Regions from separate parts of the Arabidopsis thaliana genome. Here region 2 is linked to region 1. A link is a contact called in public capture Hi-C data. All regions are on one chromosome and are shown on one strand. The core of a region is the stretch at or near the end of the contact, and the rest is flanking DNA. Distances in the headings are between cores, read along the strand shown. Region 1 holds the start of AT3G08135 (a long non-coding RNA gene). Region 2 holds the start of CML41 (calmodulin-like 41).

Evidence for each region. Capture Hi-C pulls out chosen DNA fragments and counts their contacts.
Region 2: a capture Hi-C map of shoot shows a contact between it and region 1, with 2.6 times the contacts expected there. A contact is called at or near these places in 2 of 26 Hi-C or Micro-C datasets (rosette leaf and vegetative nucleus) and 2 of 3 other capture datasets (seedling and shoot).

Annotation. Positions count from the first base shown.
Region 1 is chr3:18,809,391-18,815,538 of TAIR10.1, forward strand. It overlaps AT3G08135 (a long non-coding RNA gene), which reads left to right and starts at 4,266. Exons shown (of 1, transcript NR_141395.1): 1 at 4,266-4,504. DWF4 (Cytochrome P450 superfamily protein) reads right to left here. Exons shown (of 8, transcript NM_114926.4): 6 at 6,087-6,148; 7 at 5,870-5,979; 8 at 4,559-5,117. The coding sequence ends at 4,872.
Region 2 is chr3:18,869,434-18,875,442 of TAIR10.1, forward strand. It overlaps CML41 (calmodulin-like 41), which reads left to right and starts at 4,478. Exons shown (of 1, transcript NM_114937.3): 1 at 4,478-5,403. The coding sequence starts at 4,554. The coding sequence ends at 5,171. AT3G50780 (BTB/POZ domain protein) reads right to left here. Exons shown (of 2, transcript NM_114938.4): 2 at 5,966-6,009.

The DNA of each region.
Region 1 (6,148 bases), core at 3,016-5,515:
ATTATAGAATTTAAAAGTCTTTCAATAACAAACCAAGTTTTATGAATTATCATTCATACACGACGCATAGTTCGAGAATTTGCTTATTTGAGGTTTGAGTGTGGAAGCTCTTTGTGACTTTGCAATTTCTAAAAACCTAAAGCGAATGAAATAGAAAAGAGCAATAGCGAACAAAAAGCACATGGGAACGACACTTGACTCTTTGAGACATCACTCTTTTCATTTCATCGTTGTATCCGCGTCAAAAGGCCTACTTCTCCACTACTTATAACTTAAATATCTAAATTACATTACTAAACATGGTATATGGTCCCTGGCCCAAGTCTACTTTTGATTTTCACTTTTGACATTTTTTACTACAAAGTGCCATGGACTGTTCTAAATTGGTAATGATTTCAACAAGGAGAATGAAGAAGATGATATTTTTGAAAAGGACTTGTCTTTGAAAATGGCAATCCCACTTTAGTGTTTAACCATTGCACCTATCTGCAAGTGGACTTGGAGAAAATAGATAGAGAGAGAGAGAGAATGAGTGGTGTATGAAAAGGACATGAGTAAGAATGAAAGGGTTTGATTTGTCTTTTCTTTCTATCCAAGTCATCGGTGGGGTTTCTTATGTATGAACAAAGAGTGGCATTGAGTCATCCCCAAGAAAGTCTCTCTATATATTTACCATTTTTGTCACATTCTTTGCTTTTTTTTTTAAATACTAATTTTTAGTTTCAACTCTTACCAACTAAAATTTACCTATTTTTGTCTCCTCCTTAGCTTTTTACACTTATTTTCGTTTGAACCTTTAATTAACCAAAATATATTTACTATTTGAATCAGTTAAACAGAAATTATTAAGTCAGTAAGAAAAATATATATTTGGTGACGATTATCTCATACAAAACAGAAAGAGACTTTTCAAATGACAAGTGGCCTGTCCAAACACTAAACTTTTGTACCTTTTATTGACCAGCTAACTCACTTTCTCATCCAAATTTTAGTTAGTTAAAACAAAAAAATCTCAATGCTTTTCCTCGTTTTCTGAATATTATTCGGCTAACCAGAAAAGAAAAAAAATACTTGCGGGCCAAACCACGAAAATCAATAAACAAGGGCTTTTGGTTGGTAAGTCTCGATTTCATCACCGAGGGTGTTCATGTGAATAAACCTATACTTCAAAATATCGAACCATTTCGTCTTTCCAATATCTGCAAAATTAGAGACAATCAATCAAATTCAAAGCCATATTGTTGTTAACAAAAGAGCAGTATGATGAACAATTGAACATCAATATAATTTATGAATTATCTAAATCTTCTCATTTGGATGATTTCAGATCAAGTAAAAACTTTATGGGCCGTAATTATCCAACAATATGATGGGCCGACCTAATCGAGGAACACGGGGACTAGTTGGCGTAATCAGCCTCCAAATATTTGGAGGCTTCTGTTTTTGTTTTATTTAATCATATTTTATTTCACTGTAAATAAATGGATAATACAGTGTGTTAATCAACCATATGTCTATCTGCACTGTTTTTTTTTTTCTTTTTTCTTGGCATTTTAATTAATTACAATTATATAATTTTTGGTAAAGTACAATTAGATAATTTAACGTGTCACCTGATTACGTATTTAAACCCTAACTCAACCACAGATTTTTTTTTATCACTCTCTAATTGTCTCGATCAATCCGTCAAAACCATGTATTACGAGGGAGAAGATTTCAGCGGTAAGATATCATTATCTATCTTTAGGGCCGATTGGTAACGACTGTTAATTTTGGTTGTAGAGACTTTCGCTGTAGGAACTTTGACGGTAAAAACTTTGATTATAAAAATTTTGACTTTAAAAATTTTAACAGTATAGACTTTAACGGTTAAAATCTGATAGGTAACACCAAAACTGTAGAAATTGTAACTGTAAAACTTATAATTTTAAATAATATAAATTATAGCAAATATAACTCGAACTGTGATATAACAACTACATTCACACAAAAAAACTTTATGGTAAATTTTTTATACATTCATATTTCTTTGCTTTTGCATCAAATGTAATATTTGATGTTCTTTAATATACATAAGTGGATCTTAAAAGAATATAAATTAAACAGTAATTATAAACATTTATCAATGAATTCCATAGGAAATTTTGTATAAATTACGATTTTAAAATAACTACCAAATATATAGGAAAATAGATTTTAAAAGAACAAGAAAAAAATCAATTATAAATCAATTAGATTTTTTCAAAAAATAATTTATTTGTGAAATGTTATGAGAGTTTATATACATATTAGAAAGAAGAAGAAAAAAACTATAAACTTTTTATTTCTTTATTTCTAAAGTCACCTATACGTGATTTTCAAAAAATATTGAAAACAAAGAGTTTAAGAAAAAAAGACTTTAAAGGCTTTAAAATTTATGAAAACCAAAAATGTTTGATTGGGTTAAAAAAACTTTTAAAACTTCTAAAAACTTCTTAAAGTCTTAAAAGTCTAATCCAATCACCCCGTCTATCTTTCTTTTCTCCAAATTGTTTGTTAAAATTTCAAGATTCTTGCCTTCAACAATCATCGGAAAGAAAAAAAGATTATTTTCCCTCATATTTTCTACCCAATAGTACAATGACACGTATGAGTCTCTTACAAACTCTAAAAACTTTAATTTAAGGATCGTCCCTTACATTAATTATCAGTTTTGATTTATTTTTTAACTTTTTCGTAAGAATTTTATGCTTAAAGACTCCTATAGAAATATTATTGGAGGTGGTCTTAGGTTCTTAGCACGCACAATCAAAAACAAACAAATCCAAATGAGAAAGTTTATTTGTCTCTAAATTTGTTGAAAACCATGTTTCGACCCTCCAAGAAAGACCAAGGTAATTAAGGATATTGAGTTTATATTTCTCTATAGTTTCACTAATTACTATAAAATCTTAGTATTCATCCATCTCGTTTTCTATATTGCAGAAGCGAAGACGACATTGTTATGGGACATTGACGATTGCCCGAGTCCAGATGTTATCCAATTTGGTGCTATTCATGCACATTTTATGATTCTCTTCGTTTTCATGGTTCACACTCTATTATTGCTTATGGTGATGCGAAAAGGCTTTTAGATGATGCAAGACCAAACATAATTGAGTTCAATCAAGTACCTTTAGGTAAATTTTATTCCACACTCTCTTGATCGTTCTAGTACTTTGTGTCTTGAATCTTAACTCTGTTTATACGTATATACTAGCAAGTTGTCCACAATGAGTGAATTATATATATTCAGTTTTATTTTTGAATATGGAATGATATTTACATAAAATTATATATATAATTTATCTATAATTGTTAATATAACGCTCGAAAATAATTAAAAATATTAATTTTGAAGTTTATAAATTATGATGTGTTTAAAAAAGACACTTTAGTTGCGCAAAAGTCTGCAATGCACTAAAATTGTTTTTATTTTATTTTTGTTAAAATGGTTTGTTTCACTCTATAAAAAACTTAAAATTTTCAGTATTACTTTTTATTTTAATTTTGTTAAAATGATTTTTCCTCCAAAGTTGTGTATATATATTTCTTATAGTGTAATTTCTTCTGTTTACTATTTTAACCGAGCTAACATTAGTTGATGCATTGCATTGAGAAAAAAAATATAGAAGAGAAGATGAAAACCTTCATGAAATTTGAGAATTTGCAATATCATACTTTATTAAAAGAGTTTTTTGTTTATTTTTTTTTATTTTTTTTTATTTCAACTTTTTCTAATCGACTAACCAAATGGGGACGTGGTAGTAAAAGAGATATGATATGGAGAGTCTCTTTCATTTGATACAAAACACATCTGTGTAAACAACTTAAACCGTAGTTTATCTTTTACTTATGTTTTAGTTGTATTTTCCCTTTTTTTTGCTCAATTTTATTGTTAATTGTATTTTTCATATAAAAAACAATAAGACGTAAATTCAAAATCATGTTATTAAAACTGATGAAAACAATTAAGTCAATCCCTTTTTTTGTAAGTTTTCAAATCATGATCTTAAGTTTTAGAGAGTCTCCTTCATACAGATCAATACCGCTACATCCTTCTGTAAGTACCGAAGCTTTGGCCTGAACTAGGACTTGGAAAAGACCCTGTCTTCAAAAGAGGAGACCCATTGCTTGGTAACGAGGATTACTTTACTCGTCTAGAAGAGGATCCTAAAGATGATGAGATAGAAGAAGTAAAAACGAAACCCTCTCATTTAAAGGAATAGGACCCAAGAAACAGTAAAAGCTCCTCTCTCTTTCTTCTCAAAATAAAGAAACCATTTTATGAACCTTCTTATCCTGAGAGCTATTGTTATTCATTTAGTCCTTTTGACACCTAACTCTTTGTGTCAATGTAACACGATAAGAATCAAGATAAAGTTTGGAAACCGTCATAGGAGGTGTATCCATAATTGACAGGTTTCTTGTGTTCTGATGTTCAGTCTCCAGCCCAATGATTTCCCACTAGACACACACGAGTGTTTACATAATTCTTGTGTTTGGTATTTGACAATTTGTTATTGCTTCGGATCAAAAACGAGGTAAAAGTTGTCACTTTGTTATAATCGTAATATAATTGGGCCTTATAGAAAGCCCATTTAAGGTTTAATAGTGTCGACACTAATAATCAACAACATCCAATACAAATGTCCAAAGACTCAACCTAGCTCCCAATCTATATACATCGTCCACTTTCGAAAGTCGAAACCCTTTTCTCAAACCCGAACTAAAAAACGAATATCCAATAATATTATTTATCCAAATTTTTATATATCATTGGGCAAAAAAAATGATTTAAAATTATCAAAAAAAAAAGAAGAGAATAAAAATACTTTCATCTTTTTTTTTTTTTACAGAATACGAGAAACCCTAATAGGCAAACCGTTAGGAAAATCAACAAAAGGAAAAGCAAATGGTTTATCATCTTCTGCTAATTCCCAATTGAATTTAAGAACTAGATGATGAATAAACACTGCCATTTCTAACTTGGCTAGCTCTGAACCAGCACATAGCCTTGGCCCTCCTCCAAACGGCATGTAGTTGTTTCCCCACGTCGAAAAACTACCACTTCCTGAGGATGACGCTCCGTTGTTTTGCTGCTCGTCACAAAAAAAAACGACAAACCGATTTTATAGATCACAATAAACCCCCAAAAAAAGAAGTTGGAAGAAAAAAGGAAGAAGAACACGTGCTTGTTGGCACCACACCACGTGGGTCATTAATCATCTCTCACCACCTCTTACCTTCCCCACTCACTATAACATCATGACTACCATTATTATCTTATTTCATAAAGTATTATCTCATAATAATCATAATAATACTATATAGTATATTTCTCTAATTCGCCGATTTGATAGTTGTTATAATTAATAGAGTTATAAATCTAAGTATTAAAACCAGTCAACGTGGCAGAATCTAACGCACGTACAAGTCATCGGGCGTGTGAGATCCGTCAAAGCCGTGGTACCATCGTCCGTCAAATCTTAAATTGTATCAAAGCCGTGACTAATAATAAATCAACGGTCACGATTATAAGAATATTTAGGCAGCTCCTACGTCATTAAAGACATACCATCCTACTAATTAATTGTCTTCACGTACACTTACACCAACACGTCTCTTTCTCTCTCTTATTTTTAATTTATATGCTTTCATGTGATCAATGATCCATGACGTGTTAAGATCTAACTTGAAAGATAATAATAATAAAAAGTTTTTGCCAGATTAATAGTTCTCGTATAGTATCTATAGATAGGTAAATCACGTAGGACGTATCTATTCATGCAATAGATGAAAAAACTATACACTAATTTTCGATAGTTAACGAGAGAAACTTTTTATTTACCTGTTGCCATCTCCAAGGATTAAAGAGATTAGGTTGGTCATAACGAGAATTATCCAAATGTACGGCTGAGATCACCGGTAACACTTTCCACCCACTAGGGATATCGTATCCTTTTTTTCCAACATTAAGAAATGTAAATTATTTTAATATTTTTCATCCAATAAGATTTCAATATTCCGGATTTCATTATTTAAAAATTTTGTACGTAAAGTTTTACCTTTGTACCGAACATCTTTGAGTGCTTTGCGATGCAAAAACCTAACTACATTTCCCAATCGA
Region 2 (6,009 bases), core at 3,228-5,727, 60 kb after region 1:
AATTTAAACACATCATCTTCCATTGATTATAGTATGAAAGTTTAATATTGAATTTGAGATTTGAGATTTTAGCAGAATATAGTCATCCACTTGGTTTTTTCCAATTATAAATCTTTGTTTTCCTCCATGCATACTTCTGTAGTTTAAGTTACAAAAGAATACCATCAGAAAATCGTCCACTAGTTAAATTATTTACAAAAATACACACTGATTCGTAGGCTTCTAAACATTATATGAAAAAGTAAGTTTGCTTAGTCTAAATTCCTTAGACTTGCCACCGTGTTTGTGTCTTATACATTCGGCTAAACAACTTAACAGATGTAATTGTAAAGAAATTAAATTAGAAACATCATTAGCTTTGTTAACCAAAAAAAAAAAAATCAGAATATGATGGTGTGTTAACGTTAATTTTTTACTAATCTTTTAGATGAAGCATTTCAATGTAGCATCATTGAAGGTTTTCTAGTGAACAAGATTGACAATGTTAATGATTTTATTATGTTTTATAATGTGATCTTTTGTATATTTTTCTATATATCTTAAAATTTTGCGTAGATTTATATAAATAGTCAAATAATTTGTGATTGTATGGGCTTTTTTTTTCTCTTCAAAATATTAGTCAAAGTTGTAAAGAATTTATCTTCGATAATGTAACATCTAAAAGTTTTTTTTTTTTTTTTTGTCGTGTGAATTGAGACTTTGATAGTTAATTTAATAATACTTTCTATATTAAAACTATATACAAGTCATGCAGAATAAATATGATTTGGCAGATAGTGATTCTAATGACGATATTGTCATATGGTAGTTGCAGTTTTTTTTGTTCGATTCCATAATTTTGAGCTGTATCCTGTCTAGTCAATAATACCATAATAGTTGCTTTGATCATTGTACTTAATATTCATATAGTACAAATAGTATCCAGTAATTTGGTTGTTTTTTCCTTGCGTAAATGAAATAAACTCGCCGGCCAAGAATTACGAGGTTGTCTTGTAGTTAATTACTACACATCAAAAGTCAACAAGTCAGCGCGTTGTCGACTACTTGATTAAACAAGGAAGCAACTACAAGTCTTAGTCTATATATGATTCTTCTATTTCTGTCACTCAATAATGTTCAAAACTTCAAATGGATCTTAGGTTTGATATGTCTAATTTGGTAAACAGAACTCACGTAGACTTATTGATCGCTGAGAATAGAACTCACGTAGACTTATATACAATTTGTTTTATATATTTTGATATTTAGACTTACACATTATCTTACGATTTCTACTGGATTTATGGACATGTCATATATATAGATACGTGAAGGTATATATGTAAATCTATAAATCTATGTCATATATACGTGCGATTATAAGATTAAATCACATAATTGAATGATTGATAAGCACATGCTATAACTACATTATACATGGCTATGTATTTTTCACGAATATAGAAAATGATGCGTGTGGGTCAACTCAATAGAGATTACGTCTGGATCTCGACGGATTAATATGCAATAGTGTAGTATACCAATGAACATGCATGTTATTTAGATCCTTTCGTTAGGTCAACTCAAGGATTATATATAACATGTTAACATGATCTATATAGATATAGTATTAGTCTATTTGATATCGAAAAGTGCTATTTTAATACTCAACGTACACCGAAAAATGCTTTAACTATTCTATTTAAATTTTAAAGACCAAACATTTAGTTAACAAATACCAAATAAATTAAAACCCCAAGTTATCTGGTTAAAAATGACACTAAAGCTGAAAAAATCCCAAATATATAAGCGTTAATCCCTTAACTTCTACTCGGTGCATTCTCTCTAAATTTTTCCTTTGATTCATCGAACTCAGTTGCGATTAAAGAGATATTGATGGCTTTGAAAAAGAAGTGTGAGGGATTGAGTCAAGTAGGTTTAGGGGTTTGAGTTCTTAAAGGAGGTAACTTAAGAGTAGTTTTACCAAATTTGTCGTGCAAGAAGAATATTTTTGACACTTCGTGGAAGTTGGGAATGGAAATAGCATTAACTTATGATGTCTCCTTTCCCATCTTTATTCAAAGAGACCTAAACACATTTGGTATCGTCTTTCTTAAGGGTGTCCCATTACCAACGAGACTAAAATCTCCGTTTCCACCACGTTCCCACTTTTCTCTCAGTTTTTTATTTCTCCTCTTTGTTTTCCTCTCCAAATGCATATATGAAACAAATCACATATATGAACGTTAAAATTCATGCATAGACTTGTTGATGACTATATATTTATCGTAGATTTCAAATTAACAGACAATTAATAAAGTATCTTCTATAAGATTTTTCATTAAAAAGATCTGATCACTACTAAAACGTTGAAAAGTCAAATATGCATATTACATATGAGTGACATATTAGGCCGGTGAACAATATGCCAAAGATCAGCCTAACCAACTCTCATGGCCTAATCGGGTCACAAACAAAATTTGACAGACGAAGATTATTACGTTTTTTTGTTTTAGTCAAAATCGGACAGACGTTTTTTTTGTTCCCTAGTTTTCGTGTACGACATCAAGACTTTAACGCGCAAGGAAACGCACGTTTTCTGAGTGCAAGCTTCGGCATACGAGAGAGGCCATACATTGACATGAATATACAAAGCCCACAACTTATCCATCCCATCATTAAAGAAATTTTATTTTATTTTAGTGGTTTAGGTTTTTCACCTTAGACATTCCAAAATTGATGATAACTTAAAATTTTCAAATAAGTTAACTGAACTTTGTGATACCTTGTAAAGTGAAATAACAAATCTAAAAGTTTTCGTTTTTTTTGTCAATGTGATAACGATGTTAAAGCAAACTACTACACTAACGCATTCATATTAAAATGTATGTAAAACTCCAACTAATTTGTCACAAATTTACAAGATATCGAGGCTTGATAAGGGGTGAAGCTTGAGAAAAACGAGGCTTGTAACAGCTTTACATAGGCCCGCTTATGGCTCCGTAATATTGGGCCTAATGAACATTTTGGGCTTGTATTTAGGTTAATTTGGATTTCAATATACGTAGTTTGTATTTGTTTTTGGTGAGTACATTATATTTTGTATTTGATATAAAATATAATTAGGGTAGTCCAATGCGTTTTTCTTAACAAGTCTAAACACATTTGTTTTTTTGTTTTTCCTGGCTTACAAGTTAGGTATACTCTCTTTTCATTACCTATAATAACAAAGACATCATATAAAGCAAATGGTTAAATTTGTTTGTGGTGTAACTTATGAGGGGGAAAAAACCAATAGTGATTAGGAAGACAGCTTGTTTCGTGTGGCTCTGCGAGGATGATCTAGTTGTATATTAAGATATCAGAAGTTATAAACAAAACAAAGATAATGAAAGACATGAATGCATCAAATTAACGGTATATATAGTGTTGGAATCAAATTAGTGGTGAATTATCGGGTTTGCATCAAACTAATTTGGTTATTCTTGAGATTAGGAATGTGTGTTCACCTAAAAGCTAGTAATTGATTACTAAAATGTAATGCATGCAACAAGAAGAGTCAATCGAATTTTATAGAGATAAGTCATATAAAATGATTAATTATCGCTAGAGGAAGCTGCGATGAAATTTCTTACAGCTTTTGTCTTTTACCCATCTAATCATTTAATCTCTGAGCCTACGCCATCACACATATCTAAAAGCACCTTCTTCGAAATTCCCTTGGAGGACAAAACATGGACCTCTTTTTTGTTCACTTGGATTTTCTCGGAAAATGACTTGCATGTCTTCTTACTATATTTTATGTATCCCTTCATTCTATACTTTTTCGAAATTCTAATTTAACTCTACATATAATCCCACTCCCACCAGCTAAAGTTTAGACATGACAAGTATTTTATCAAATGCTCCTTCAATTCAAACTACTGAATATTGTTTGGATAAGTACTTTTTGGAGACGTAAGCTATATTTTCCAATCCGAAATGAATGAACCAAATGTCCATAGTTCTGTTTTTTTTTCCTCCTAAAGTGAATATATTAAGAGACACTAAATTCTAGAAAATATGTTTAAAATATAATAATCAGTAATTGTCCAAAAAAATGTGAATACTTAAATCAAAATCAGGATACGATTGTCACAAGAAACAAACTTTCCTAGATAATGTATATTTTATATTATTATCATATTATGTATGCACTTAAGACATCTCCATCCATGAGAAACCTACAAAGTTTTTCAAACAAAAAAAATATTAATATTATATTATAATTTGATTATTTTTATTAAAAAAGTATTTTTGTTAAAAAATTAAACCAATAGTAAGATGAGAATTGTCATGATGGGTTGTACAAAGTATCTCAGAGTATCTCAGAGTTTCTCACTTGAGAAACTTTCTACACTCTCTCTCCTTCATTTTTATTATTTTTATTTTTTTAATTGTGAGAAATTCTTATGAGATACCCACAATAGAGATGGTCTTATAAATTTATCAACATGGTGAATCTCTCATGTTATATATAGAGGTGATTTAAAGGCTAAATAGAATAACACACTACAGCATATAAACTCAATGATATGGCAACTCAAAAAGAGAAACCTTCCTCCAATTCTTTCAAATGGTTTTCCACCAAAACCTTAAAGTTAAACCTTAGTTTCCAAAACCGACGAAGATCACCAAAATCAAACTCTTCGTCAACCTTAAACTCTCCAAGAAGCAACAGTGATGACAACAACAACATAAAGAGTCACCAGGCCTCCAAAGAAGAGCTCCGTCAAGTCTTCAGCCATTTCGACAGCGACGGCGACGGTAAGATCTCAGCCTTTGAGCTCAGACATTACTTCGGCTCTGTCGGTGAGTATATATCTCACGAGGCAGCTCAAGAGGCGATAAACGAAGTTGACACTGACGCAGACGGGTCTCTAGGGTTTGAGGACTTTGTTGGATTGATGACAAGAAGAGATCTTTACGGTGACGGTGAAGTTGATGGCGATGGAGAGTTGAAGACAGCGTTTGAGATGTTCGAGGTGGAAAAAGGATCAGGCTGCATAACACCAAAGGGTTTGCAAAAGATGCTTGTGAAGTTAGGGGAATCAAGAACGTACGGAGAGTGTGAAGCCATGATAAAGTTTTACGATATAGATGGTAATGGAATTCTTGATTTTCATGAGTTTCGTCAAATGATGACGGTTTAGTGTAATTAAATATTTCTTTTACGTAATTACCCTACTATATGCTCGAAAAATGTTTATGGAGTAGTGTGTGTGAGTTTGAATATAGGGATTATGTTAGAAGTGCTATTATTGAATTGTGGTGAAATTTTAGTAGTGTTGGAATGAATTTATGAATGAAGAATTCATATTTAAGCTTGATTTATGTTAATGACCAAAAAAAATAAAGTGGGAATTATTCTATGTGTATTTACAGTATTGTAGGCATCTATTTATGAGATATGCCCACTAATAATTTAATAGAAATGATGCAAAGACAGACCATTAATTGAAAGTTGGAGTATTTATTCTGTCTTTGGCTCTGCTGAACATTTGCCATTTATTCTTCATTCTTCGTCGTTATTTTTTTTGGGTTTGAAATGCATTGGTATATTATACGAGTTATAGTACAATTCTCTCCGATGCTGTAATTTGCCTTTTAATGATTAAAAAAAGAATATATATATATATACCAAAAAAGTTGGGAAAACTATTGAATTGGGCTTCAGACGTATGTTGGGTCATTAGGCCCATCATAGATCCCTTTTTCAATAAGTTTCTATTTAACCACTTTTATATTAAACAAATTCATTCAAAAATTCAGGTTAAGAATTTAATTTTTATTAAGGGTTTGAGCTTAAGATTTTCCAGTTTATTAGATTTTATGATTAAGTTTGTATTTCTTAAGGTTAAGAATTTAGAACCTAATTATAGGGTTTACCTTGTGAGCTGTTTTCTGTTAATCTTGGTAGAGAATTTAGACTATTGTTGATAGTAGTAAGTCACTGAAACATTTAAAATGGTATAAAAATCGAATCAGAAA